5 separate regions of the Mus musculus genome follow, and regions 2, 3, 4 and 5 are each linked to region 1. Evidence: chromatin contacts called from public HiChIP or PLAC-seq and promoter capture Hi-C data. All regions are on one chromosome and are shown on one strand. The core of a region is the stretch at or near the end of the contact, and the rest is flanking DNA. Distances in the headings are between cores, read along the strand shown. Region 1 holds the start of Stt3a (STT3, subunit of the oligosaccharyltransferase complex, homolog A (S. cerevisiae)). Region 2 holds the start of Pus3 (pseudouridine synthase 3). Region 3 holds the start of 4933422A05Rik (RIKEN cDNA 4933422A05 gene). Region 4 holds the start of Tirap (toll-interleukin 1 receptor (TIR) domain-containing adaptor protein). Region 5 holds the start of 4930581F22Rik (RIKEN cDNA 4930581F22 gene).

Region 1 (4,535 bases), core at 1,592-4,091:
ATAAAATAAATAAATATTTTTTTTAAATTTAATTATTTATTTTGTTTGCTTTTATTTCGAGACAGGGTTTCTCTGTATAGCCCTGGCTGTCCTGGAACTCCTTTGTAGACCAGGCTGGCCTTGAACTCAGAGATCCGCCTGCCTCTGCCTCCCAAGTGCTGGGATTAAAGGCGTAAAATATTTATTTATTATGTATAAATTGTTCTGCCTGCAGGCCAGAAGAGGGCATCTGACCTTATTATAGGTGGTTGTGAGCCACCATGTGGGAATTGAACTCAGGACATCTGGACGAGCAGACAGATTAGCCATCTCTCCAGGATCTCTCTCTCCCCCACCCCGTCTCCTTTTGTTAAAAGGAATATTACTCCTAAAAACGACGACTTTACTTTAATCACTTAGAATCCTAAAGGTAGTGTCTTTTAGAAACAGGTTCTATTAAAAAAACAGAGCTTTCAATAATCTTCATATTTTCCCCCCTCAACGGTCTTTTTTATTCCCTTTTAGGGTGCATGCAGATTAAGGAAAAGGGAAAATTCCTGAGTGGGAGGGGCTTCAAGGGAGGAACACCTTTTAAATAGTTTTATATATATATATATATATATATATATATATATATATATATATATGTGTGTGTGTGTGTGTGTGTGTGTGTATTTATCAATATATATGTTCATGTGTGTATATACATATATACGTATATATATATATATATACACACACATATATTTAAATTTCTTTTAGCTCTTTTACCTCTTTTGCTATGTGAAACTTAATCTAGGACCTCATGCATGCAGGGAAGCATGCAGTTACTGAATTACATCACCAGGCCTCTGTTTACTCTTTGAGATAGGGTCTCATTAAACACCCAGGATGTCCTTGAACTAGCTACACGAAAGCCCTCCACCAGGCCTAGGCTAGCATCCCTTAAAACTTTTTTTTAATTTCTTTTAGGATTTATTTATTTATTTATTTATTTATTAGGCTAGCATCCCTTAAAACTTTTTTTAAAAATTTCTTTTAGGATTTATTTATTTATTTATTATATGTGTGTACACTGTAGCTGTCTTCAGACACTCCAGAAGAGGGCATCAGATTTTTGTTACAGATGGTTGTGAGCCACCATGTGGTTGCTGGGATCTGAACTCAGGACCTTTGGAAGAGCAGACGGTACTCTTAACTTCTGAGCCATCTCACCAGCCCCCTTAAAACTTTTATTATTACTGTGTGTATGTGTACAAGTGTGCACATACATGCCACAGTGGAGGTGTGGACAACTTTGTGGGGTCAGTTCTCTTCTACAACCTTTAGGTGGATCCTGGGTAATCAAATGCAAGATTGTAGATTGTAAGGGGGCAACTGTCTTTACCCACCAAGCCCTAGCATTGTCCCTAGTCCTGACCTTAGCATTTTTTTTTTTTTTTTTAAAATAAAACGTCTGAGGTGACCTCCCACCATATAATGCCGTGGTAAAAGTCTTCGTCAGTTTCGGGCACTGTAATCTTTTGTTTCCCAGACTCTAGAACTGTGAGAAATAATTTATCTATGTAAGAAATTAAGCTAGGTTTTGAAGCCACAGGAGTTTGAATGTATGTAAAGTCCTCATGCTTATCTCCTTCAGATTAAGATGCCTGGAATTAGCTCCTCCTGCCTCAGACTCTGGGAGCACTGGCATCACAAGTGTGTGCTTTGCCGTTATTCTTGCTAAAATAAAACTACATGGAACATTTACTATAAAAACAAAAGAGAAGAGGTATTGAGTTAGGTCCTGGTGTAAAAACTGGTCATGAGCATTTTGAGGAAATGCATTATTGTAATAAGTACTGATTTCAATAGTTGGTGCTTCCCTTCATGGGAGAGGAAAAGAGAAGCCAGCGTCACTGGCACCAAATATGAATGGTATCTGGATGGTCTAATCTTACCGTAGCCTTTGGTTTGAGGCTTGTAAGGCATGGAAGTGTTCGAATTAGTACATCTGTTTATATGTATATATCGGAAAAGACTGGAGTTTGGCAGCTGAAACCCCTTCCTGTGCCCGTTCTCAGTACCATCCTCGGAGGGCCCGGGAGGAAAGGTCACCCTCGCAGGGGCCCGGCGATGCTAAGCTGCTCCTGATTGCCCAGGGCTAGCCGCTCCGAGCCTTGAGATAATTTCTGCAGGCTATTGCCGGCTCAGCCCGACTCGGGCGGTGACACCCTAAAAAGGCCTCCCGGGCCCTTCCATAAAGTCAGACCTGAGTGAAACGTTTCGGTGAAATTTGTCAAAGGTCCCTTTATCGAGGTTACTGCAAACACAGAAACAATTCTTGGGCTTATTAGTTGACACATCTTACACAAGGTGGGTTCGTGTGAACCATGGAGGCTGAGAGTTTTCACAACATATCTTCTCTCCTTTAACCGTTTAATAGGTAACGGGCCATTTCTACCTTAAAAAACAAACGGATCTGCAGCCCAACTTTTCCGGACGTGGTACGACTGCCGCTTTCTTTACGTATTTCCGCTTCTGCTCATGTGACCAGGGTACAGCGTCCACTCCTTCCTATCGCCGCTCCTTCCTGGTCCGCAGACCGACACGTCACTGCTCGGCTCTCAACCAAACTGTTCAGAGCACGCTCTTTCCGCGCGTTTCGCTTTCCCGCGCCGGCCTATCACAGTTCGGTGGGACTTCATAGTCACGCCTCTCAACAGGGTGAATGACAGTCACATTGTCCATTCAAAAGGAGGAATCCAGACTCGATCCACGCCCTCGAAATGACAGACAGAACCGTTATCCTGTCGGTCCCCTGAAATATACATCGACGGAGGCTAGCCAATGCGGAGCGGGCAGGGAGGCGGGCCTTGGCTGCTGTCAGGGTTGAGTGCGCCGCTGAACGGATGGCAGGGGGAGCAGAGTGGGTTCCTGAGGAGCATCCGTGAGGTGAGAAACTCTGGGGTAGCGCTAGAGGATTAGCGGCAGGTGCCGCGCGGGCTGTTGGCCGGCCCGAACGAGGTGCTGGACACAAGCCTGTAGAGGTGGGGAGCAGAGCCTGCCTGCGGCCTGGGCGGAGGAGGGGGCGTGGAGTGTGAGATGGGGACGTCCAGGCATTGGGGCACCAGACGATCTGAGGAAGGGTCTTGGCAGAGCAATGCACTCTGGCCATGAGGGCGTGGGGCACAGGATCCTGGGACTAGCTTGGAAGGGCCACGCGGAGTGTGCTGAGATAGTGGGTTCGAAGTCAGTGAGGGTGCACAAGATGACGTGGAAACGTATGTGGGAAAACCACCGAGGCTGCAGCCCTAGAATTTAGAGCTCGGGTGGGTCAAGGCTTGCAGACACAGCTGAGAAGCAGAGAGATGATGAGCAGATAAGAAAAGCGTCCTTTCCCTTTCTGTACCCTATCGGTGTGTGGAGATTGCCAAGAACGGTATGAAAACTCGCAGTGTTTAGCTTTAAAGTCCAGGTTTTAGCACTCTCGCTGCCTTTGCTTACTCTTCAGGTGTGTGGATCATATTAGCTCAGTGGTGTTTAGTTTCCATGTCACTTATCTCCTGAGAACAACTACAAACCCAAGAGATGGGACTGAGTTGTTCACTTCCCAGAATTAGTGCGTGATAAGCCTTCCCTTTGGAATTATAATTAATCACACCAGCCCAAACTGCTCTTTTGGTATAGTTAATTAAAGGAAAGATGTTAGACTTCGCAGTGTGAGTCTTCGTGTTTTCCATTTTGTCCAGTGTTTTCCTTTTGCAACCCCCTGGTCCCTGGAAAGAAGGGAACAAGATAATGCAGTTTCCCCTTTCCCAGCATAGTTTTGAACAGTGCTACGTTTTCTCAGTTGCCACACTCTTTGTTTCTTAGTCCTTAACATACCAATTGTCTATAATTGATCACCATTCTGAACTGTCTGCAGATTGCTTCCCTTACCACCATTCCAAAATTTATTCTGGTCTAGAAGAAACAAAATTATTATTATTATTATTGTAATTTTGCTCTAGATTTTCATCTGGTGCTCCAAGTTCTCTCTGGGTCATGAAATGAGTTACAGGGAAATAGACCTGAGCAGTAGTTACAGTTTGAACTTTGAAAATGAATATGTAGTGGGTGGCCTGAGTATATTTCTCTCTTGAGTGCATGGATTGAACTTGCATTAGTGACCACCTGCTCTTTAGTTGGCCAGAGAGCATGCACACTGGGATTTGGAACAGAAAAAAGCTTGTAGCCAATCAATTGAGGCTTAGATTTATAGCTGGAAATTATGTCTAGTCAGTCATGATTTCTAGATTTCTCCTTTCACTTCAGTAAGTAATGTTCATTTCCACTTTCCCTCCCTTCCCACTTACCTTCCTGCCCAAATTACCTCCCCCTCTTTCCCCACCTTCAGCCCCACTTAACTTTCTCTGTGGCAGGGTCTCACATTAACCCAAACTGACTCAGAACTTAACTGGGTCCATGCTGAACTCAACAGTACAGTGATCCTCTTCCTCAGTATCACCAAGTGTTGGGAATCTAGACATGGGCTAGTGTACCTGGCTTGTACGCTCTCCTCTCATGCCCACTTA
Region 2 (4,236 bases), core at 414-2,913, 1.2 Mb after region 1:
ACTTCAAAGTTCAAATAACAAAAATCAAAAGGTTTTTCAAGTGTTCCAGTTGACTAAGTATCCCTATAAGCATGAATTGGGCTAGGTAAATCCAGTCACCAGGCAGATTATTTTTAAAGTCATGACTCCCAAGACTCTTGGCCCAGTACTGTTTGCTCCAGCACACTAGGTTTATAAGTGAAATTCAGAAGGTTGGCAGATACAGTGTGGGGGTAACCAAATACCCACAAAGGGAATTCCTGGGCGCACCAAGCTTTCACCCTAAAATAGCACGCCCTAAATGTACGAAACTTCTTTAAATGTTTAAATGTATATGGCGAGGGTACACATTTCCTTTGTAATAAAGGGTTTGAGACGCGCTACGACCATTAATCAACTCTGAAAAGAATTGTGTAAAACAAAACCCAAAGTTTCCCGCCACCCCTTCCTTCCATAGCATAATTAATGGGCTTCCACTGTTCATATTTGAGCAATTTTGATGTAGTAGAGGCCCTCTAAACTAGTTACAGACTCTAAGCCCCGCCGATGGGATTTCCTAGCTGCTAGAAGTTCCAGGCACGACACGATATGCGTTGTCCTAAGTCCCATTTCATACACCAAGGCCTTCTTAAACACTTAAATACCAGGGCAGAAGGTAGCAGTTCAGCCTCCATCTGTTCATTCCTCTCTAGAACTCAAAGATGCCCAACTCAGAGTTTAACTCACCTTCCGGTCCTCAGTAGGCGGCCATGCGGCTAGCCGGAAGCTATGGCTTTCCGTCTTCAGTAAGCATGCGCGGCTTCACCAAGCGTGCGCCGACGGTTCTGGGAAATGTAGTTCGGAAGGCACGGTGTGGGCTTTTAGCCGAAGCCCACCGCATGCGCAGGTTTCTGATGCAGCTTCCTCTTTACCGCAAGCCAATACGAGAAATATAGTCTGGTCTAAAATGAGAAAAAAAGATTTTCAAATGCTGGCTATCCTATATGAAAACTAAGAGATTGAAGATCCTGTCCCAACATCGTTTAATTAACAGAAATTTAACCTTGAGAGTCGAAACATTTACTACTAGAATGTAAATGTAAGGGTTAAAGGGAAATGCTTTGACCTGAAAACACTGAAAGATTGCGACAGAACAGGGCCAAGGAATTCTGCTTCAGCACCACGGAGAGATCATGGCTCCAGTTTTGAGTTTCTGCTTTTGACAATTATAGAAATGTTGCCCCAAGTCTTAAAATTCCAGTCAGAAAACTGAAAATCCTGGTTCTTTGGTCCAAACTTAGCATAAGGTTGGACCAAAGAGCTACCCCAGAGCTGTGCAATACATGTCATAGATATAGATAGTGGTGGTCCAGATTGCTTTAAAAGGAGACCCCTCCTTAGAATAAAAATTAAAATATGCGTGTATGTGGGCACATCACAGGTATCCTGGACACATGTCCGCACTTGAGTTCTGTTTTCCTTCTGAACCTCTGGTCAAGCCCATCTCTCCCTCCACTGTGCAACCTCACACCTGGTGATGCCCAAGCGGGGCTGTCGGGAGAGATACCCGCACGAGAGCCTGCAGCGCGGTGTGTGTACCGCCTCCGTGCCCACTTTCTCTCTGCTGTGCGGATGGCCGGCTGGTCAAACGGAAAGCTCGCGGGTGTCCCGCACAGCTGCGCCCCGCACCTCTCTCCCTCCGCCCGCCCCGCGCCGGGCCCGCGCCTGCGCACTGCGCCGCGCCACGGGTGGTCGCGAGGCGGACGCCGGTCCCGGAGCCTGACCATTGGCCACTGAGCCGAGCCGGCGCTGCCCCGCGCGGGGGTGGCAGCACGTGCCAGGGGCGAGAGCGGAGACCGCAGCTATGGCGTCGTTACTTTGGGGAGGCGACGCCGGGGCGGCGGAGAGCGAGCGGCTGAACAGCCACGTAACTGCCGCTGAGCAGGGGAGGGCCCAGGGGCGGGGGCTAGAACAGGGACTCCCGAGGGAAGTCCCCTGGGAAGGGGAGCGCCCGGCCGGCGTTTAGAGCGGGGTGTCAAGTGATGGGGGGTGTCAAGTGATGGGGGGCTGGGCTGGAAAGGCCACAGAAAAGGAGACTCCCAGAAAGGACCGACCTTTGATTTGAAAGGGCAGAGACCCCCTCAGGAAATACAGAGAGAGTGCGCAGCTGCTAGTCCTATCTGTACTGAGTTTTCTCCTATCCTGGTTTTGACCATTTAGCAGGCTTCTCATCTTCATAGCCACCTTCCCCTTGTAGTTGTAAACCACCCATCACCCAGATGCTGCCCATATTCAAACTAAGAGCCCTTATAAAGAGAGACTATGGAAGCCCCCATTCTATTATATGAGAATTCATACAATTACACAGATTCTTATAATGAAATCATTAACCCTTAACATTGCAAAGGAAGCAGTTTGAGGTGGTCTTCCCTCCCCTTGCTGTAGGATAGCGCCATGCTTCTTGCTTGATGTCCTGCTTCCTAACCTTGGTTGAATTTTGTGCCTTTCAATAGTTTTCAAATCTCGTCCATCCCAGGAAGAACCTTCGTGGTATTAGGAGTACCACAGTCCCAAACATAGGTGAGTGTTGTTAGGCTAAAGCAAGACTGGCTTAATTAACACCTTTGCTTTCCCCATGTATCTGCCATGAAATAGCTTTGGCTTCCTTCCTCTCCACTGAAAATCCTCCACCTCCTCAGGCACATCGCTTTACTCTTGCAGGAGATGGCTCTGTTTGCATACACTGTAGCGTCTGTGAGACGTTCTGAGAATGCATTGTATGTTTCCACTCAACATTTTTCTTTATGCTTCTTATTTTCCCTTTTACCCTCATAGACGGCTCTCTTAACACGGAAGATGATGATGATGATGAAGACGATGTAGGTAGGAGACAAGCTCGACTGAATGTACCTATTAGCTCTGCTGCTTGGTTTACCATCGCTTTGACTGTGCTAAAAGGATTAATTTCCTTGGGAAAGCACTATCTTTGTTTTCTTTTTGAATGAATACTATGGGGGGGGAGTACTGAATTAGGAGGGGGGTGCATTCCTTTAGACTACGTTGAAATGAAAACTGCAAGGTGTAGATTAAGAATTTTCGGTTTGGCTAGGAAGATATTGCAATTAGATGTCGGTCTGCACGTGGTCAAGGGTTTGCACAACAGAGCATAAGAAACTGGGTCTTGGTAAAAGGAGGGAATCCTCGGTGCTGTGGCATTCCTTCTCGGACTTCCTTTTGTCAGGAAGATGAGAACAAGCTGCTGTTGGTTGATATGTACTGTTGCTCAGTAGGAGATAACAGTTAATTAGCTGTCATCCGGGAGGTTTGATGTCCTCTTGTGATTTTGCCTTTTTTTTTTTTTAGTGGATTTGGCAGCCAATTCACTCTTAAACAAGCTAATCCGTCAGTCCTTAATAGAATCCAGCCACCGAGTGGAAGTCTTACAGAAGGATCCCAGCTCTCCACTCTACTCGGTGAAAACCTTTGAAGAGCTACGGCTGTGAGTATCTTAGCTCTTAGTGTATGTGGATGCTTATGCAAGTAAACATTAACAGCCTACCATGCTAGTTACCCAAACCCATCAGCATCCCCCCTTCGTTTCCTAGCACGCCGTATTAAAGTAGATCCTATAGTTTTACATTGCAATTAAAACATATCTCAGGGAATACTCGGATACCTAAGTTGGCTAGGTATCCTGAGCACTTTTTGATAGAAAATATTTTAATCTTGCAGAAGTTGGGGATACCCAATCGAGGACAGAATCCAGACACAGGCGTTGATGGCCTGAGCATGATCCCCTTAGCACTTCTTAAAAAGTTATAAGCTTTTGCTTTTCTAACCATACTTTATTTCAAATGGTATTAAAATGAGTAACTTTCTCAAATGAGTTTTCATCCCCTAGGGTTAAAATTGCCATGAAGAAAATATATTCTAACAACAACAACAAAAGGCCACAGATATGTGAGGCCAAACCAGGCTTATGTTGCCTGCCGTGTATGAAGGCAGAATGGACCTGGCTAGGTAGCAGCTTGGCCAACTATCCAAACGGCAACTTTAGACAAGCCTTTTGCCCATACCTCAGGCCCACTGGCTTGAATGATGAGCCTGTGAGTGAGTGTGGACAGCCGCTGCGGCACTCATCCCAGGGCTTGGCTGTAACTCAGTGTTACTTATACTTACTTAGCACACACTTTTGCTTTGTAGTAGAGAAATGGCTTATAAATCTGGAAGATGTCTTCATTGATTATGGAGGATTGGATTTCTGATTCTTGTTTGGCC
Region 3 (4,645 bases), core at 876-3,375, 1.5 Mb after region 1:
CCTTCCAAACTCATCACCTTTATTTTCTCTTGGCTATTTACTAGATGACAAACTAATAATTTGTCTGTATAATATTAATGAGTCAAGATCATACTTACCTACCAACTAGTACATGTGACTGAGGGACAAGGCAAGTTGTTAGACCCTGAGCCCTAGTTAACTAGCCAAGAGCTAGAGACCAGACCGGGATCTCTGGCTTAAGCTGTTGTAGCCCTGCGGTGAGCACACATTCCTGCCAGGCCTCTTGTTAGTTGAGACCAGCTGGATCAAACTCTCCATTTTTCATATCATGAACCTCTTATCGCTGAGTCTGAATCGAATTCTATTTCACATCCTCCCCAGCAACCCAAAGCATGGCCTCTCCCTACGAATTTCACCCCTTCACCGTGGAACAGAAAAGTCAGGCTCAAGCTAGCCAAGAAAACAATAACAGAGGAACAAGAGTCACAGCACTGGAGTGGCCAAAGTCAAGTTCATCAAGAGGGCAAGAAAGACAAAGAATGATTTGTGGAGGATATTTGGTATTTGGTTAAAACCTATTCCCACTTTTGGGGAAGTGGAAATAAGAAATAGGCAAAATATGGGGCACTACTGCCATCTGGTGGCAGTATCAGACAATTCACTTCACTTACACTGTCATCATAAAATGAAATCTTGCCCCATGACGTTGTTTATAATTCAATCCACTGTAACCTTCAAACAAAACGAAAGAAAATTTTGTCACAACAACACCACGAGGTAATAAGATTCTCCCCACAAGTGGCTTTAGGACGATCAGCTGCCTGGCTAGACTCCCTCTTTACCCCATACATGGAAATGAGCTCAAAAGGTCTGGGAGACTTACAAGTGCTGATGGTAGACAGTCTCAAAGCTTTAAGGACAAGTATCTATGGTTTGTGTTAGTTAGTAGTTGCTGAGAAAAAGAAGAGTTGACAAAATAAACTCATCCACACAGGAACACCTTCATATTACAAGGTGTGGTGGTTTGAAGATGCTTGGCCCAGGGAGTGGCAGCCACTATTAGGCATGGCCTTGTTGGAGGAAGTGTAGGGGTGGGCTTTGAGACCCTCATCCTTGCTGCTTGGAAGACAATCTGATGCTTTCTAGGAGTGGTGGATCTGAAGGAGAAGGGAGGTGGGATGGAGGGACTGGGAGGAGAAGAGGAAGGGGAAACTATGGCTGAGATGTTATATATGAGAGAAGAGTAAGAAAAAAGGATATGAGAGTGGAAAGACAGAACTGTTGGGAGTGAGAAGTAAATAAAAGAAGGGGATGCTGGGAGAACATGATCAAAATATCTTACATTCATGTATGAAATGAATAAATTTAAAATATTGTAAAATAAAAGAAAGGATGAAGCTTCCTGTCCCGGCCGCCATCGGAGAGCAGCAGCCATGGCTCTGTGCTACCCCATGGCCGTGGGCCTCAACAAGGGCCACAAGGTGACAAAAAATGTCAGTAAGCCGAGACACAGCCGGCGACGTGGGCGCCCCACCATACACACCAAGTTCGTGCAGGACATGATCCGGGAGGTGTGCGGCTTCGCGCCCTACAAGCGGCGAGCCATGGAGTTGCTCAAAGTGTCCAAGGACAAGCGCGCACTCAAGTTCATCAAGAAGAGAGTGGGCACGCACATCCGCGCCAAGAGAAAGCGGGAGGAGCTGAGCAACGTGCTGGCAGCCATGAGGAAGTTGGCGGCCAAGAAGAATTGATGAGCCCTCCCCCAATAAAAGATGGTTCCTACAAAAAAAAAAAAAAAAAAAAGATGAAAAGGGGGAAAGCAGGGCTGAAGAGATGGCTCGGTGATTAAGAGTACTGATTGTTGTTCCAGAGGTCCTGAGTTCAATTCCCAGAAACCATAGGGTGGCTCACTACCATCTATAATCATTGCTGGTGAGAATATATATTAGTGCATTCAGAGTGGAAATCAAATCAACATGGATGTTCCTCAAAAAAAAAAAAAAAAATAGGGTGCTGGAAAGATACCCAAGGGTTAAGAGCATTAGCTGTCCTTCTACATGACCTAGGTTCAATTCCAGTCTGCATGTGAGAGACCAAATCGTTTGGGTTCAGACTCCATCTTAGAAAACCTAACCTAAGGTTGAACGTGAGTTATTAACCAACTGGCACCTAGCACCAGTTTCCAGGTTACCAGATTCCAACCCCACCCCCACCCCCTTCCACAAGACCTGTGCCTAGTACCAGTTTCCAAGTTATTCCCCAACAAATCTGTTTCTCCAGATTAAAAGCCTGCCCCTAACAAACACCTCACTTCTTAGCAACCACCAAACAGGAAGAAAACAGAAGTTAAGTTTATGATTTGGTTCCCAGTACCAGCCAATTATGTTAAAGGTTATAATGGCTCCCCAGTCAGATAGTCCCTTCTTGCTTCTATCATGCTTGCCTAAAACTAGGCTCAGGGCTCCACCTTCCTACTGTGCAAGGGATGCCTGGGAGCCCAAGCTCCAGCTTGAATAAGGAGACGCTAATGCAACTGCATTGGATTCAGCTCCTTGGTGATCTTTCGGGGGTTCACAAATGTTTCCTGGCATACATAACACATGATGTGAGAGAGCTATAGCGGAGCTTCAAGAGCATCATGCCCATGGCAGAGACACATGGGGATCTAGAGCTCAGAGAAACCAAGGAAAAAGACCAACTGTCATCAGCACACAGGAGGAGGGTGCCAAGCTCACCTGGATCTGCAGGTGAAAGTGGAGCTCAGCAGGGTGTCTGCCCAGAACCCTTCTAAAAGCCTGGATGTCAATCAAATGAGAAGGCATAGAAGGAGCTCTTGAAGCCCTGAGCAGGAGACCCAGTTATCAGATGTAAAGACACATGTAGTTTGAAGGCTGAAAATGGATTTGTGGGCTTAGGTAGAACATTCCCAGGCTGAAAAAAATCCCACATACCCAAGAGGCAAGTTACTGCTCTCAGAGTGGGCTTCGGGTGAGCCACCTGCCCCTCCAGACTCTGCAGTACTTCTCAGAGGCACAGATACATATCTCATAGAAGGCTAACAACAAAGCTGTACTTGGGCAGCTTTTTGGCATTTCCCATCACAAGTTCTCATTTTTAAATTATGTGCATGTATGACTTTAAGGGGGAAGAAAAGAGGGGGACACCATCTTCACACACTAGTTACATGATGTAACTGCTGTTGATCAACATTCTAACCCGGTGAAGTTCATGTTAGGCATGGCACAGGTTCCTCCAGTTTCTCAAACCATGCTAACAGATCCTCTTACTGTATCTGTGACAATTACAGATGTCACCTTATACAGCAAGACCCACTGCTTAAGCAGGCCAACCCAGCAAGGATCTGATAAATATTTAAACCCTTTCTAAGGTATAAGAGAACACAGAAAAGGGACTTCGTTGTTTTCCCTGCCTCAAACACTGCTGTGAAGAGAAGCTCCAACAGGGAAGTCCAGTTCTCTCTAGAAGATAGGCACAGCCTTGGTATGCCCTACATCCAGGCTGGCCTTTGGGCTGCTGCCTGGCTCCTGGGAGGTAGCAGTGCCTGAGAGTTCTCCAAGCACCTACCAGGTCATGGCCCACCCCATTGGCCATTTGGGTTTCTGAATCAAAGCCAATTAGTGGTATTTTCTAGGTGTCAAATTCTTGTCCCTGTGTCTTTCAATTTGAATCAATCGAGCCTCGGATAACCCTCATTGGCTACCATACTGACACTGTGCAAAGCTTGTCCCTGTATCTTGAGAAGCACAGATAATGGCAAACAAACAACGTGTGTAGCCTGCTGCCAAACTCAGACACCATGATTTTAGATGATCAAGTGTTGCTAAACCTTTTCCTCTTTGCCGATAGGAAACGTGTCTAATGAGCTGAAGACAGGGGCAAGAAAGATTTATTCAGATTGCCAGCCAAAGGAGATGATGCCAGGCTGTCTCCAATAAAGATCATCTTAGCTTATTATGGTTTGAGCCCTTTCATCCCTAAGCAAGGGGCAAGAACTGGAGCTTATGTTGAGAAACTTCTAGCTGCCACTTCAGGGATCTCCAATGGGACTATCCTGACAGTTGCTATGCAGGTAGCCATAAATATGTACTGCCTCCATAAATACTAAAAACATCATAGCGACTCTTATTTTGGATAGAAGCAATCCATTGGCCTTAGAAGCCAAAACTTTCCTGCCAGCCATTCAAGATAGAAAGAGAAAAGTTTCAGACTCCCAGTCCTGGACAAACATTTTCTTAAGTGATGGGCATGTCTGCATGCTGAGCTGAGCTGAGCAGACATCTGGCCCCAAAAGCAAGCAGATTCACTATAAAGAAAGAGATGCCAAGCCTTTAATCATCCAAGCCATCCACTGACATGTGTCTAAATGGTCATTGCTGTCAGCAGGAAAGCCTTCACTTCTCTAAAAGATAACTTAGGCAACCATTGCTATAACCCACATCAAGGTGACACCTATATCAAAACTAGTGCCTGACTAACAATATATTGCTCAGCTACCTGGCCACATTTAGTGATTTTTACAACCCATTAAAGCCAAGTCTGAGGAGCATTTTCTCGATTAAATGTCCTCTGCAGGCAAGCTGTGTCACCCCCGGGCAAGTGGCCCTGGATTGCACAAGCGAGCACACTGAGCAAAGCCATGGGGAGGAACCCTGTAAGAATGATT
Region 4 (4,509 bases), core at 87-2,586, 1.6 Mb after region 1:
TAACGAAATCTGACTCCCTCTTCTGGAGTGTCTGAAGACAGCGACAGTGTGCTTACATAAATAAATAAATAAATAAATAAATAAATAAAATCTTTTAAAAAAAAAAGGGTTTAGATATGCTAAAAAAAAAAAAAAAAAAAAAAAGAAATGGTTTATTCTTGAGCCATACCTGAGTGACCACGTCCCAGGAATATAGATTTAGGTTATCCTAAACTGCATGTTTCAGTGTGGAAGGAGCTTCACAACGTTTTAAATTGTTACAGAACAAAGTCATAAATCAAGCCAAGTTTAAAATACATTGTCGGGCACATCGCAGAGGCAGTACAGCAAGACTGGGGCTGGGGAGACCTTTGCTGTAGGACTCAGGTGTTATCTGATGATAGCTTTCGGGTTGGGCAGCTAGGGATCTGCTCAAGGTATGGCTGGCCGATCCGTGGGGTTTAGAGCTAGCTGAGCCTCCGGACAGGCAATATTCCTATCTCTCCAACTCACTGCAGTTCTAATCAGTAAGTCAGCCTTTGCAGACACAATTGCTTTCCAGGAATTCTTATGAATATTCATCTCTCACAACACCAGCATCCAGAGAATGTAATTTTGATGAGTAAACCTAGAAAGATCATTCATGAACAGCGCCACGGCATCAACTGCCTCCCTCTGAACAAGTTACAGGTTGGCTTGGCTGGAGAGAAAAAGAAATCAAGAGTGGGCTAATAAGGCCTTACACCAGCCCATTCTACTCCTGCCACCTGCAGTATTTCATGTGAGTTGGTTTTAGGTTGGTGTTTTAATAACAATATTCCCTTGGCGTTTCACAAAGCTCACAGCAGGAACTCTAAGAAGTGGAGGCAGAGGACTTAAATATTTCATCAGGGCTTACCAACACTTTGCCCAGCCACCCTTTTTTTGCAGTTATTTTGGTACCCTTGGAAATGCAGTTGAAATGCCATTAGGAAATCCCTGCCCTGAAGGCCAGCACTTTTGGCCAGACTGATTCCAGCCTGTGGGCAGCAACCTTAATGGGACCCATATCCCAGTAAAAGAACGGACCTCCCAGGGGCTAGCCGGCTTCTTTGTCCACTTAACCTACCTTACTTAAGGGGATGAAAGTCTCATTTTCCCCAACCGTGCGAAAGAAGGTAAGGTCTGCACCTCCCTTTCTGGAGTTTTCTCCTCGTCCCTTTGCCCTCACACAAGACAAACCGCGGCTCAGGGCTTCACGGCAGCCTCAGGGAGCTCGGGTGTCTGGGTTCAGCCTCGGGTCGTAACCAGGCAGCTGGGAATCTTGAGCGACGCGGACTGGCGAGCGCCCCCTAGGGTCCGGCCGGCGGGTGTGGGCAGGAGAGTGGCTAGTGCGGGCGGGAGGGCCGTGGCCGAGGAGCTTCCGGGAGCCGGGGCGCGGGCACTTCCCGGACGAGTCTGCAACCCGCAGCGTGGAGCCGCGTAGGTGAGCGGGCGGCGGGGACGCGGGGCGGTGGGCGGACGGGCCCTGCCGAGTCAGCCCTTTCCCCGGGACAACGCTCCCCTGATCCGCCCCTTCCAATCTGGGGTCCAGCACTCCCCCGAAAGCCGCCACCTTTCTGTGGCACCGATGCCAGCATGGAGCTGTTAGTCCGGCTGGGCTTCAAGCAGTCCGGCCACATCAAGTGGCTCTCCCTAGCTCCCTGAAGTCTCTGCCCTGTCATAACCTGGCCCCTCTGGGCTTGACTTTGTGGCAAAGTTCTGCATTAGTGTCACTTTATTTAAAGTTAAGAACCCACTGGGCGTTGCTATCACGGTCATTTAACGGGCATCCACCAGGGATTACTACAGTGCCAAGTACCAGAGGGACTAGGGGAGTAGGAACAGTTCGGTCCTTAGGTCAGACACTGGCTGGCAGGTAAACCAGAAACCCGAGAAGCGCAACTAGAGAAGGAAGTAGGGAGTTCTCCATCGGACAGACCTACCCAGGAATGACTCAGAGGAAGCCTTGCTTTGTTTTCAGACTTTAAGAAACAATATCAACCAGCATACCGAAACACAGATCCCGAGTCCTACCAAGCCACTTTTCACAGGCTTTCTTGTGTAACCTGCATCCAGAACAGTAAGTCTATGTACGTACATATGCTGCTTGATGTATAACATCATGTCGAAAAGGTGGACTGTGGACTGGTCATCCGATTTACTGAACATGGTTGTTTTCAGCTTTGGCCTGTTTTGAGTTTGTGTGACTTTTGTACCTTTGCTCAGTTTGATAGTGTGCAGTAGCTTTCTAAAACAGTTGTGTTTGGGGCCAGAGCAGAGGCTCGGTGGTTAAGAGCACTGGCTGCTGTTTCAGAGGACCCTAGTTGAATCTCCTCACCCACATAGTGGCTCACAAACATCTCTGTCACAAACTCTGGTTCCGGATGACCCAATGCCCTCTCTGGCCTCTACAGGCACATGGCATGAAAGTGATATATAGACACACACACACACACACAGGCAAAACATCCATGCACAGAAACGAACATTTTCTAAGCTAAAAATAAAAACTGTGCTTGCTGGCTATCACAGCAGACACCTGTGATCCCAGCACGCTGGTGGAGGTGAGAAGAGGTAAGTTCAGGGCCAGCCTGGGCTATCAAACCCTATCTCAAAACAAAGCAAGCAAGCACAGAAGTTACGGCAGTCACTCCCAGCAGCACATTCTGTGTGCTCCCATTCTTCCATGTCCCCATCACGCTCCAGCCAGCGGCCTTCTCTCTGTAGCCGTTCTGCTGACTACACAGCTTTGAAGCCCGGAGGTTTCAATTTGCATTTTTCTGAGGCCCGGTAAACCGAGCATCTTTTGGTCTGTTGGTCATTTGAATATCCTCTCTGTGAAATGACTATTCAGGTCTACTCCCCAACTGTGTGTCTCTTAGCAGTTTATAGAGTTCTTGAAATATTTGGGATTTGGACGGTTGTTAGATACACGTTTTTAAATGTTTTCCCTGTCCCAGTAGAGTCTCCTTACTCTCCTAATGGTATCTTTGGAGCAAAAGTCTTCACGTTAATATTTTCCAATTTATCATTTCCCCTCCTACAGACTGTATCACATTTGATTTCTCCCCTTCCCACCCCCGCCCCCAAGACATAATGGTTCTTGAACCTGTGTCTCAGCACTCAGGGCGATTGTTGTGAGTTTGAGACCACCCTGGCCTACATACTGAGTTCTAGGCCAGCCTCTACAGAATGAGACCATGTCTCAGAAAGCAATTTGTATTTTGCTTTGTCTACTCCAAAGTCAGAAACTAGGTCATATATTTTCCTATAAGATCTTTATTGCTGGTGACAGATAACTCTCCTATCCATTTAAAATGTAATTTTCATGGTTTGAGATGCAAGATTGAGATTAATTTTCCCCACAACACTACTTAAGTTGACCTAATACTATGGACTGCAAAGAGCACCTTTCCGGGCTGGTGGTATAGCTAGCTCAGTAGATAGAACGCTTACCTGCACAGAGCCTTGGGTTGGATGGCCAGCATGGCCTAAAACTGGGCTTGGTAGCCCTTGCCAATAATCCCAGCACCTCAGGTGGAGGCAGAAAGCTCAGAAGACGTTCAATGTCATCCTCAGCTATCTAAGGAGCTGTAACAAGCCTGGGGTAAAACAAACCTTTTCTACTGACTTCAGTGTCACCATCACCATTATTGAAGGCAGAGGATTGCATGGCTGCAGGTCTGTTTAGTGACATTGGTTTTCTGTTGTTGGCTTCCCCTTCCCTGGCAGTCATTCTGCCTACACTGCTGTTGTTGCTTTACAGTAAATCCTTTTTTTTTTTTTTTTTTTTTTTTGGTTTTCCAAGACAGGGTTTCTCTGTGTAGCCCTGGCTGTCCTGGAACTCACTCTGTAGACCACGCTGGCCTCAAACTCAGAAATCTGCCTGCCTCTGCCTCCTAAGTGCTGGGATTAAAGGTGTGTGCCATCACTGCCCAGCTCCAATAAATCCTTTTGACTCCGGTAGTGTGCAGGTCAGAGGCTGGCCTCAAGATCCTAGGCACTTTCTTCAACCTTTTCCCCACAAGGCCTTTTAGAAAGTGTATTAGGAGCATAGTATATAAATACATTATGTAGTTATAGATATTTTCAGAACAAAGGCAGTGTTTTTGAACTAAGAAATTTAAGCATTCCAAGAGCCAATTTGAGAAATATGGCAACGTTAAGTTTGCTATGACTTCTCTTTGGTTGGTAGGATATGTTTCTCTATGACTAAAATACAATGAAGTGTTTCTATTTTAATGCCTTTGAGGAACTCACAGCTCCCCTTCCGCAAGCTCTCAAATGTTAGGATTACAGGCATGTGCCACAATACCCAGAAAACCTTTCAATGTATGCCTAAGTTTAAAATAGTGGATGCTTTTATTCATGCAGATACACACTTTTTGACATTTTTATTCTTCAGAACTTACAAAATGTAGTATGGAAAGCAATTTGGACTTTATCGCAGAGAAACGCGCCCTTTTTAATTTGTTCACTGTTATCCAGGAGAGGAGACACATGCATGCA
Region 5 (4,287 bases), core at 682-3,181, 1.7 Mb after region 1:
ATAGGCTTGACGCTGTGCTTCTGAGTGCATGCATGTTATATGTTTAAAAGGCATTTGTCTGCATGTTTATTGAGCACATATATATCATATGGTGATTTCAGGACAAGTTCCCCTCCATTGTCTCATTCAATACTAATAATGCTCTTTGAATAAGCTCAGTTATTTCCACTGATCTTTTTTTTCCCCCCCATTAAGAAAAGGAAAGCTATTTAGTGGCAGAAGCAGGATTAGGACTCAAGTCTCTAGGCTCAAAAGAAAGAAGAAAAAAAAAGCTGATTCTTAAGCTCAATTTTATGGTAGAAGGATTTTTACCTTTAGCAAGAACTTGTCTTTGTACCTAGTTTGGTGAAGACTTATCCAGGTTTGGAGGCCGGGCAACTGTTTCTTGAATCAACTTGCCAGACATATTTCAGTTGTTCTTTCTCCCCGAGCAGTTTTTCTTTTGCCTTCTTCTTTTTCCCTTGCCAAACACAGAGACATAGTCATTGTATTGTCTATTCCCAGCTTAGCTCCAGACCAGGACATGAAATGTAATAAATATTTGTTGAGTGACTAGGTGACTGTCAGGCCAAAGGTACCATTCAAATAAAACTAGGTTTTGGTGAGCTGCCAAAGAGCTTCCACCTATGCAAGGTATAATTCAGATGGAAACAGCCGGAATGGAAGAAGCTGGAGGCCACCTCTTCGTTTTGTTGTGAATTGGAGAGTCCCAACACATGAGACCTCCAGCTTCCCCTGACGATGACTTTAAACTCCGTTAAAACCCTGGGCACTTACTGTCAGTTATTCACATCTTACTTACACTTAGTCACATCCTGTGCCGCCTGTTTCTTGATGGGAGTCCAGCACAACACCCGCCACCCCTTCTCTGCAACTAGATAGCAAGCTTCCGGGGGAAGGGGGACTGGATCTAATACTTTCCTTGTAGCCCCAGGGTGCTCAAGCTAGGAACTGGGTAACACTGTGCTGACTCCTGAAATGGACAGTCCTGCAGGGTGGTTTCTGCACTGTTTGCAGTCCAGGCAATTCTAGAGCCCACGGCATCAGGGTTAAAGGCTTGAAGGGGTTTCCTCTGGAGACAGGATGCCTGGCGCCTTCAGCAAGAACGGAAACTGAGAAGTTATCCAAGGCTAAGAGAGGGTATGCAAAGGAGGAAGAGCTAAGGGAGCAGTTTGGGGCGCATAGGCCGGCCTGGGGCAGAGAAAAGGCTCGTCAATTTAGGTCACCTGACTGCCATGAGGGCATGGGAGGATATTGGAAGGATGGACTTCTATTCCTGTTCTTGAGTTTCTGTAGAGAGAAAAGGATACTTTTTTTTTTTTTAACCGCGCGGGGACAGCAAAGAAGCCTTTCTTGGTTATTGTTTCCAGGAGAGCGTGGGATCAGTGCTAGAGGCAACGTTGGGCATACTCATCTTGGAGCCATTCACAGGCAGCGCTTGCCCTGGGTTTGCCCTCACCCGATCCAGCCTCCCGCACCCCGGCCGTCTCTCTCCAGGCCAGGGAGGCCTCCAGGCCAACCCCAGTCTCCCCGCGGCCTCACACCCTCGCCCTCCTTCCTCTGCGCCCTCCCTCCCTCCTTACTCCCTCCTTTCTCTGCGTCCTCCCTCCTTCGGCGCGCCCTCCCTCCTCGATGCCCTCCCTCCCTTCTTAGCTCCCTCCTTTCTCCGCGCCCTCCCTCTCTCGGTGCGCCCTCCCTCCAGCGCGGCGTTCGCGGCTGTCGGCTTCCCGACCGTGTGCGCAAGCGTGTCCGGCCCCTTCCCCGCCCCCCGCCCCCCGCCCAAGCCCTGGCCCCCGCCTCCCCTTCAGGCGGACTTGCCCGCTCCCAGGCCGGCCCCGCTCCCGGGACAGGGACCGGGCCGAGCGGAGCCACTGCGCCAGTGCTGCCCCGCCAGTCGGGGCGCCTAACGGATCGGAGCTGCGCGCGGATTTACCTCGCCCCGCCCCGCTCCACCCGCGAGGGTGAGTACGCGGCAGCCGGGCTCTGGGGCCCCGCGGCGGAGGGCGGGGAGTGACGGGGCTGCGAGGCTGCAGCCTCCCGCCACGGCTCGGAGAGGTGGTCGGGGGGCCCCGCACGTGGACGCCACGCTGCACGGGGTTGGTGTAGGGTGGCCACAGCCCTGGGGAGCTGGGTCCCTTGCTTGGACTAGATTTTCGCGGGAAGCCTGACTTGTCTCGCTCTCTAGGAGTGAGTGAGCAGGACAATCCTCCGGAAAGTTTCTAACCCCCAACCCTGTCGCTCTTGCGTCCTAGCTGAATGGGTGACTATCACCTCTAGCATCCTCCGAAGTCAGGACGTGTGGGCTGGCTTTGCTAGAGGTGACAAGTTTTGCAGGGTCTGCCTGTGTGCTGGAGTTGCAAGGTCGCTGAGGCAAAGCCCAAAGGTGGGCTTGCCAAATTGCAGGGTGGCTGTGTCCAGGGATTAGGGGGGGTCTTTGGGCCAACTGTGCTTCAAAGTTGCCTGGGTAATGGGCAGTGAGAAGGCCTAGGATAAGACTGAGAAGTTAACCTAGAGCTGGGGCAGAACCCTTGTCTATGTCTGTTCTAGGTGCCTCTCTGAGACCCTTGCTGGCTGAGACCTATGGGCAGCCCCGAGATGCCAACGTGTCTTGTACCACTGCCATTCCTCCCAGACCGAGGGGTAGACTTTCTGGTTTATGAGTCTGATCTACTCTGTTCTCTGTCCTCTAGGCTAGATCCTCCCCCCCCCCTCCCCCCGGTCAGGCTTAAAAGGCTAGTCTGGGTTTGAATAGTACCACAGTGATAGTTGTCTCTCACAAGGGGCACACACCAATACCACAGGGCAGGGTCAGTGCTACAGATCCCACTTGGCCCCTCCAGGCCTCTCTACCCAGGGGGTTGTAAACGAATTGATATGTGTAAGTATCAGGGGTACAGAGGGAATGTTGTGAGTTTGCTAGTGAAACACCATCCATAACCTTACTTTCCCAGGCACCCCTAGAGTGCTACCTAGGAGGTGCCAGTCACTTAGGGCCTCAGAAATAACTGGACATGTTTTGTTCTGTTGGGAGTTGGTCTGCAAACATCCTTTGAGAAAACTGACACCGCTCGGCTTCCTCAAACTTATTCTGCCTCTGCCCTACTCTGAGCATCCCCTATGGCCTGTCCTGTTGCATAGGGGAAGGCATCTTTGGCTGCTTACTGAACCCTGGGCCTCACCTCCCACTCATTTCACCCTCCTCAACACATCCGATCCCCCAGCCCCACTACAGCAAGCCAGGAGTTGGGCCAGTCCCCAAAGATTTCAAGGTGATGATGGAGATAAAGAGAGGTATGCAGGCAGAAGTCATAAAAGTAAATTAGGGACTGGGGGTGTGGTTCAGTGACAGACGGAGCTGCCTACAATCCCAGTACTGGGGGGGGGGGCGGCGGGGGGGGGGGAGGACGGACAACGACACAAGGAATGCAGTTGGTAAAGTGTTTACCTGTCATAAACTCTTTAAACTTGATCTCTTAACATTGCCTAAACATATTGTGGTGGTACCTATTTATAATCCCAGCACTCTGGAAATGTTATGCCAGCATTTTGACTGTAGATCATCCAGGTCATCTTCTGTTCTATGTGGAGTTTGAGGCCAACCTGAGCTACATGAGACCCTGTCTTAATAAGCCCCTTCTGGAGTTATTCTCCAAGGTTATTCTGGGATTATATCTCTCCAAGATAGAGCACTACCTTGCTATCTAAGATGGTTAAGAGCACTGAGTGGTTTTACAGGGGACTCAGGCTCAATTCCCAAGTACCCATATAGTGACTAATTCCAGTTCCAGGGGATCTGACCCCCTCTTCTGGTTGCCACAGGCTCAGGCATGCACGTGGTGCACATAAGTACAATACACACAGGCAAGACACTGATACACTTTTTCTTTTAGAGTTGCCTGCTTAGGCTTTAAACAGAAGGGACTATTTAGCTTAAGAGTGGGTTGCTGCTCAGAGAGAGGAAGCCCCCATTCCACTAGGAGGCTCAGGGTGAGGAAGCCCCCAGTGCCTTCTAGGCTCTCTTCTGTTCCCTCTCTTGCTCCCTGCCCTGAACCAGTGACTCACCCACAAAAGCACCCTGGCCCCTCTACCCTGTCAGTTGTTTTAGTGTCATAGGATTTTGTTTTCTGGGTAAAACTAAGAATCAGTCCCTTTCTGGAATCATCAGAAATCCTGGGAAGGACCTCCTTTTTTCCCTGGGTCTGGAGGAACAGAGGTCAGTCCCACTTCTTAGCTCCATCTTGAGGCCTGGCCAGTCTGCAGTTACTCCACTGGACTGGCATCTGCCCT

The links. Promoter capture Hi-C pulls out the DNA fragments that hold promoters and counts their contacts. HiChIP or PLAC-seq counts read pairs in DNA pulled down with a chosen protein or histone mark. Capture Hi-C pulls out chosen DNA fragments and counts their contacts.
Region 2: a contact with region 1 is called in an H3K27ac HiChIP or PLAC-seq map of thymic regulatory T cells, with 15 times the contacts expected there. The contact joins the promoter of Pus3 here to the promoter of Stt3a in region 1. A contact is called at or near these places in 17 of 39 promoter capture datasets (the 3T3-L1 cell line, the C10 cell line, HPC-7-derived erythroid cells and 11 more), 7 of 484 Hi-C or Micro-C datasets (Th1 cells, cortical neurons, embryonic stem cells and 4 more), 26 of 115 datasets of contacts at active chromatin or transcription factors (the 230-238 cell line, CD8 T cells, the NIH/3T3 cell line and 15 more) and 3 of 9 other capture datasets (adipose tissue, liver and pancreatic islet).
Region 3: a promoter capture Hi-C map of liver shows a contact between it and region 1, with 6 times the contacts expected there. The contact joins the promoter of 4933422A05Rik here to the promoter of Stt3a in region 1. A contact is called at or near these places in 5 of 39 promoter capture datasets (the 3T3-L1 cell line, cranial neural crest, embryonic stem cells and 2 more), 3 of 484 Hi-C or Micro-C datasets (B cells, bone marrow-derived macrophages and cardiomyocytes), 8 of 115 datasets of contacts at active chromatin or transcription factors (acute myeloid leukemia, astrocytes, embryonic forebrain and 5 more) and 2 of 9 other capture datasets (liver and macrophages).
Region 4: an H3K4me3 HiChIP or PLAC-seq map of the 230-238 cell line shows a contact between it and region 1, with 7 times the contacts expected there. The contact joins the promoter of Tirap here to the promoter of Stt3a in region 1. A contact is called at or near these places in 3 of 39 promoter capture datasets (the C10 cell line, the HPC-7 cell line and embryonic stem cells), 1 of 484 Hi-C or Micro-C datasets (regulatory T cells), 10 of 115 datasets of contacts at active chromatin or transcription factors (the 230-238 cell line, acute myeloid leukemia, astrocytes and 5 more) and 2 of 9 other capture datasets (adipose tissue and liver).
Region 5: a contact with region 1 is called in a promoter capture Hi-C map of pre-B cells, with 5 times the contacts expected there. The contact joins the promoter of 4930581F22Rik here to the promoter of Stt3a in region 1. A contact is called at or near these places in 4 of 39 promoter capture datasets (cranial neural crest, embryonic stem cells, liver and 1 more), 1 of 484 Hi-C or Micro-C datasets (CD4 T cells), 2 of 115 datasets of contacts at active chromatin or transcription factors (large pre-B cells and thymic regulatory T cells) and 2 of 9 other capture datasets (adipose tissue and liver).

What each region holds. Positions count from the first base shown.
Region 1 is chr9:36,765,928-36,770,462 of GRCm38.p6, reverse strand. It overlaps Stt3a (STT3, subunit of the oligosaccharyltransferase complex, homolog A (S. cerevisiae)), which reads left to right and starts at 2,841. Exons shown (of 18, transcript NM_008408.5): 1 at 2,841-2,913. Gm26787 (predicted gene, 26787) reads right to left here and starts at 2,576. Exons shown (of 4, transcript NR_166654.1): 1 at 2,423-2,576.
Region 2 is chr9:35,555,987-35,560,222 of GRCm38.p6, reverse strand. Pus3 (pseudouridine synthase 3) reads right to left here and starts at 1,663. Exons shown (of 5, transcript NM_023292.5): 1 at 1,490-1,663; 2 at 706-920. Ddx25 (DEAD box helicase 25) reads left to right here and starts at 1,753. Exons shown (of 12, transcript NM_013932.4): 1 at 1,753-1,885; 2 at 2,472-2,538; 3 at 2,794-2,841; 4 at 3,322-3,457. The coding sequence starts at 1,823.
Region 3 is chr9:35,278,585-35,283,229 of GRCm38.p6, reverse strand. It overlaps 4933422A05Rik (RIKEN cDNA 4933422A05 gene), which reads right to left and starts at 2,125. Exons shown (of 5, transcript NR_040715.1): 1 at 2,024-2,125; 2 at 633-693. It also overlaps the pseudogene Gm5614.
Region 4 is chr9:35,196,792-35,201,300 of GRCm38.p6, reverse strand. Tirap (toll-interleukin 1 receptor (TIR) domain-containing adaptor protein) reads left to right here and starts at 1,336. Exons shown (of 7, transcript NM_054096.2): 1 at 1,336-1,444; 2 at 1,982-2,090.
Region 5 is chr9:35,114,372-35,118,658 of GRCm38.p6, reverse strand. 4930581F22Rik (RIKEN cDNA 4930581F22 gene) reads right to left here and starts at 1,931. Exons shown (of 6, transcript NR_029475.1): 1 at 1,819-1,931; 2 at 313-1,290. St3gal4 (ST3 beta-galactoside alpha-2,3-sialyltransferase 4) reads left to right here and starts at 1,795. Exons shown (of 11, transcript NM_009178.4): 1 at 1,795-1,961. LOC115487216 (a long non-coding RNA gene) reads left to right here. Exons shown (of 3, transcript XR_003948311.1): 3 at 1,371-1,459.